Regions from separate parts of the Manis pentadactyla genome. Here region 1 is linked to region 2. The links are chromatin contacts, called in public Hi-C maps. All regions are on one chromosome and are shown on one strand. Each heading gives the region's core, a stretch centred on a gene start, on an enhancer-like site or on the middle of the called end of the contact. The rest is flanking DNA. Distances are from core to core; before and after follow the strand shown. Region 1 holds the start of AKIP1 (A-kinase interacting protein 1). Region 2 holds the start of RPL27A (ribosomal protein L27a).

Evidence for each region. A called contact is a pair of places that touch in the nucleus more often than the background predicts.
Region 1: a contact with region 2 is called in a Hi-C map of skin fibroblasts, with 2.8 times the contacts expected there. The contact joins the promoter of AKIP1 here to the promoter of RPL27A in region 2. A contact is called at or near these places in 2 of 3 Hi-C or Micro-C datasets (fibroblasts and skin fibroblasts).

What each region holds. Positions count from the first base shown.
Region 1 is chr9:49,063,984-49,066,683 of mManPen7.hap1, reverse strand. It overlaps AKIP1 (A-kinase interacting protein 1), which reads right to left and starts at 1,410. Exons shown (of 6, transcript XM_036930976.2): 1 at 1,290-1,410; 2 at 846-1,073; 3 at 310-390. The coding sequence starts at 1,067. It overlaps DENND2B (DENN domain containing 2B), which reads left to right and starts at 2,066. Exons shown (of 22, transcript XM_036930968.2): 1 at 2,066-2,223.
Region 2 is chr9:48,891,146-48,894,088 of mManPen7.hap1, reverse strand. It overlaps RPL27A (ribosomal protein L27a), which reads right to left and starts at 1,524. Exons shown (of 7, transcript XM_057508206.1): 1 at 1,445-1,524; 2 at 892-1,094; 3 at 554-700; 4 at 350-505. The coding sequence starts at 1,524.

The DNA.
Region 1 (2,700 bases), core at 161-2,660, 170 kb before region 2:
TGGACTCTATTATCTTGGAATTATATAGCAAATAAGTTTTTCTTCCCCTCCACTAGTCTGAAAACAATAGTGAGGGCAGAGACTTTTGTTGGCTTGTTTACTGCTGTGTCCTCAGTAACACCTAGAGTGAGGCATTCAATAAATGTTCGTTGCATGAATTCTAACTTGGATTTATCACCTGGTTTAAATCCTTGACTGATACAATCTGCCCACAAGTAATCTCCAGATTCTCCCTAAATTCCACAAAAATCCACTTTGTGATCCATCAGCAGGTGGCACGGGGCATGGCTTTGGCTTACACCAACTTACCCCACACTGACTTGAAGTATAGTCCATGAATTCAGCCATTGTTCTGAAGGAAGCATTGAGGGTTGGGTGTCTTTCTTCTCTCTATTTGAATAAAGGGCAAGCCACAGGTGAGATCTGGTACTCCCAGCTGTAGAATGAAGGCATTTGGGGAATAGCTTGCTTTTTACTTTTGAAAGGCCTCTAAATTTAAGTCAGTAAGAAGAATCTTACTGAGAAAAATTCCACATCTAAAAAGAATACAGACACGAAATTTATGCAGAACAAAGGTCTGCTGCTGGCTTTCCTCTAACACCAGATGACAGCATGTTAAGAATTTTTTTAAAAAGTAACCAACTAGGGCTAAGGACTAGCGGTAGCCTAACGCTACCCAGTAACAATCTGTCAAATGTCAAAAGTGTTCAAAGGGCTTTTCCGTTCACTGTCCTGATACTTCACAGCTTTCGCCAAGGACCGGATCTCTCAGGTGCTTCTGTGTGGCGCGCTCAGGCCATCGCTGAATGAATGAGTGGGCTGGTTCCCCGGCGCGGTGGTCTCACCTCTCCTGGGAGAAGATGCTGGGGGCCGGCTGCCTGCCGTGTTTCTTGGTAGAGCCGCCTCCGGGAAAGGACCCTCACGCGGCCTTTGGGAAACTCCAGCGAATGCCAGTCCACGGCCCTCCTCTTGGCCCGCTCCAGCACTTCTTGACCTAGCCTAGCCGAGCGCTGCAGGGAACGTCGGTCCACCCCGTTCAGCGCCGCGGCCGCCAAACAGTTCTCCATGCCTCCCTGTGCGGGCACAGACACATAAACAAGAGTGGGTCAGCGGGCCGCCACCACCCTGCTGCAGCTCCGGGTCGGAGCCTGGACCTCCACCGCCCACGCGACCACCGCCCTGGGCTCCGCCCCCAACGCTATTTTCAGCTGGCGCCAAGTTAAGGGCGAGCCTGGGCGCGAAGACCACTTCCATTTCCGTCTCCCCACCCCTTGGTCGGGGGTTCTCACCTAGCCTGCTTCTCTAGGACCATGCGCTCAGCGCTCTGTCGGAGCAGGGGGCGGAGCCTGGAAAGCCTGGCGCCGGCGCAACGGGCCATTGGGGCGGGCGGGGCAGGCGGGGAGCTGCCGGAAGGGCCGGGAGGCGGAGCGTGCGGCCGGCAGCCGACACGCCTCCGGCGTCCGGTCTGCGGCCTCTGCTGCTAATCTCCGGAGCCCAGGGGCGGGGCGGGGCCTGCGGGCGTGCGGAGCGCGGAGCTTCACTCCGGGCACCGGAAGGTCGCTGCGCCGCGCTGTCGGAGGAACCATGGGGTCTAGCCAGGCCCCTAGCGGTCATATCCGCGGCTTAACCTGATGAATCTGGTGTAAATGTAAAGTCAGGTGGTTTTCTGCTTGGCTAGGGCATTGTGGGGGGACAAGACTCTTGCGTTCAGTCGCCGCTTTACGCCTGGCTTATATTTTGTATTGTTACTACTCAAACCTCTTTTGTTTGTGGAGATGATAGGCCAAACTGTGCGGCTGCTAAGGTGGTGTTTGGAGAAGGGAGTTTGGCCAGAGACTGGTCAGTGGGACGTGTGGCCCTCAGCCAGAAGCCACAGAGCCAGAAGAGCGCCTTAGTTAATATGTAGGGTCTCGTAATACCCTCATGGCAGCTGCTTCACGCTTCCAGTGGGTAGTAGGGATTCACACATTTTTGGAGGCTTCTTTTCTGGGAGGGTTGAACCCACCTTCCAAGAGCAGCTGGACTACGTGTAAAACAGGAATTGTGCATCATTATCTTCCACGCCACTCCACTGGCTTCTTTGACAGGAGGTTTTGCCCAAGGTCGCATTGCTAGTCTTCGACTCCACTGTACCACCCTGCGCGCAGCAAAGCATGGATGCTCAGGTGGGACCACTTTAAGGGACATAAAGCGATGGCTTGATGAGCAGTTATGAGCTACCAGGTGTTCATTAGCATACTCCTGAAACTTCCGTCTGCACTTTTGCTCATTTCCTGCGTTCCTCTCACAGAAAGAAATTGAGCGAGTCTTCATTATCCTTGGGACATTTTTCATTGTAGGAATCTAAAACGTTTTCTTCAATAAGTGTTTTTCAGGTGTCTCCCTTGTAATATAGTGATCAGGTACACGGTCTCGAATACCCAGCTGGAGAACTGAGTTTGAATTAAAGCTGTGCCATTTTTTTGCTGTGTGATTCTGGACAAATTACTGAACTTTATTGAGCCTCACCTTCCCTCTCTTCTATACTCAAGGATGCCAGTAGTACCAACCTCCCTAGACTGAACTTCTTGAGGGCAGGAACCATATGTTTTACTTACTGTGTTTAAGGTGCATCTAGTATTTTATCTGTCACAGAAGGGGCTAAAAATAGCCCTTGAGTGTGAACTGAGTTGCTATAAGAATTTTGTGAAAATTGCTGTA
Region 2 (2,943 bases), core at 275-2,774:
GCCACTTTTGTGCCTTTGCTTATGCCGTTCCCAGTCTACAACGACTTTCAGCATTGTTAATCACTAAGACTATGGCCAAACATCTCTGCAGTGTTTGACATCCCAGAACTAGGGCAGTACACCACGTCTTCAATCAATTCGATACTGTGCCCCGCTCAATTTTCATCCCCAAATGATTGAGATTCTCTAAAACTGGATCCTCGAATAGTCAGTATCCAACGGTCAAATTCAATCCGACTAGACTGCATAAGGCTCTTACTAACCCACTTCAAACCCACCTACCTCCTGGCTAGGTAAGCAGCGAGCAAGGAGAGCCCGAAACCAACCAGTTAGGGAAGGCAGCACTTACCGATTCGGCCGTGACCGTGGCTCACGTGGCCCCGAAGTTTACGGGTCTTCCTCAGTCTAGACGGCTGTGTGGAAAAAGGTGCTTGGTTATAAGGCCCAAGGCTGGCTGGGCGTGGAGAGATGCCTGTCAGTCTGCGAGGGGCCTGGAGGTCTAAGGATCAAGTGTCTGTCTCCTGGCGCAATCAGTAAAGCTGAGGTTACAAACTGGTTCGGAGCCGTGAGGCCTCGTCAGGGCGGCGCCCGAGCGCCTCGACACCGCATGTCTCAAGGGACCCGAACCCCGAGCCGAACACGCGGCCCCAGGCTCCCGCGCCCAAGCCAGACGCCTGCCCTGAGGCCACCCATGCGCGGTCTGGAATGCCGGGCTAAGGTCGGGTAAAGGGTTGGGGTGCAACGCAAGCAGAACTCGCGCAGCTTGAACAAGCAACCCTGGGGAGAAACGAAAAGAATCACCTACCATGTCGGCGGCCGAAACGAAAGAAGGAAGCCTAGACAAAGTCTCGCGAGGTACCAAACTCGGGGGGCGGAGCCAATGCTCCTCACTTCCGGCCAGGGAGGCCGCGTCTGGGTGCGGTGTCTTGCGTCTCACGCCGCTGAGGGGTCTTTCTTCTTCCTTTTCTTGTGGGTCGTCCTCGCTTTTATATGGAAGTGCGGGTGGCCCTGGCGGCTTGTGGCGCTTCTCTGTGCAGCTTGTACGTTCAGGCTCGGAGGCTGAGCGTTGTCGCGGTATCCGGGGCTTGGAGACGCTGTGATAACGCCTTGGCTCTGGAACCTCTTACGCCACCGTGTGTCAGCTCCTCACCAAACGCCCCAGCCCTGAGCGGTCCACGCTCCTCGCTCAGTTTTAGTGGCCTGCTCGGACCCGGCGGTGGCGGTAGCGGTAGCTTGCTTGTCCCCCGGTCTCAGTGAGGAGCCGCGAGGCACCCTGGTCCCCTGTGTGACCACCCGGTGTCTCGCTCTGCTCCCTTGAAGTCCTTTAAGGACTCAAATTCTTTAACGACTCAAGGGTTATTTTCTTTCATCCGTGCACTCCCAGTTCCTGGCATGTAGTACATATTCAACAAATTATTCAGTGACTGAATGCACCTGCTCTCACCTCCCTTTCTTCATCCAGTGGAAGAGACTTTCTTCCCGGTTTAAGTCTCCACCAATGTTCAAAAATCCCATTCTTTCCATTACGCGGTGTGTGGTATTTTCTCTGCTTCGTTCCCTTAAAACTAAAATATATTTTAGCTAAAATATCTTCAGTTCTCCCTGTCTTTAGCTATTACCCTTGCTCTTTCCTTTACAGCCAAGCTCCCCCAAAGAGTAGTCTTCAAATCCTGATAACTGTTTAATCCACTGTAATCTAGCTCTCAGCCCTACAACTTCTGTGAAATTGCTTTTACCCGTCAACAATACACCAAATACCAAACTGAATGAACTCTTCTCATTCCACATACTGCTTGTTCTCTCTGCTGTACTTTATCCCATTGACTTACTTTCTAGAGAAACCCTTGTCTTCCTTCTACCTCTCTGACTACTTCTTAGTCGTCTTTTCAGGTTCTTCTAACTTTGCTCACCATTTAAATGTTGATATTCTTCAGCCTCCTGTCCTTGCCCCTCTCAACTTTTCACAGTACACAATATTCTTAGGTGAATTCATCTTCAATTGCTTCAGTTCACATCTCTATTGTTGAGTTCCACGTTTGTATATTCATTTGATTTCCGGTTAGTATTCCTTGGACATTGTACAGACAAACTAGAGAAACGTATTCAAAGACTTTGGTCTTTCCTGCTCCCTGGTGCCTTCTCCTTTATTCTATATCTTGGTGAGTGGCATCACTGTCCACCTAGATAGTGTCAGCGGGGCCTGAAAATTCTCCCCAACACTTCTTTTCCTCTAATACACTGCCACCATATCCTTTTGTTCTGTATCTCTCAAATCTGCTTCCTCTTTTTAAGCCTTAGTGACACTGCCTTTATTAAGGCCCTCATTGTATCTTATCTGCAGACAACCCCCTGAGATCACCCTGCCTGGATCCTAGCCCTCCTTCAATCCCTCCATCCTTCACATCTCTGCCAGGTTAATCTTCCTAAAACATGACTTTCATCCTTTCACTTACTTCATCAAAAAGTTCAGTAGCTTCATATTACCAGCGGAATACAGCCCACCTGCCTTTCCAAACTAACTTCAGCTTCTCCACTACACAAACTTCCTACTGCAGCCAACCTGTACATGCCTTCTGCTTTTTTTCCCATGCTGGTGCCATTTCTCATGATTCCCTGATGAGATACCCCAAATCTTCCTCCACCTTAAAGGCTCATTTCTGCTTCCTCCCAGAACACTTCAGCCCACAGTGGTGACAGCCAGATACACATTGTTTACAAAATACATCTGCCTGAGAGGCCAGCACTACCAGAGAGAGAATGAGAGAATTTTATGAATGAGAGAATTGAGGCACAGAGGGTTAAGTGACTTGCAAGAGGCTACAGAGCTGCTCCATTTAAAGGCTGGGCGTACTCTTCAGTTCTCTCTCCAGATCTGCTTTTACCTCAGTGACCACTCCCTCTCTGACCTCACACAGGGAAAAAGGGGTCATACCTCATTCAGTC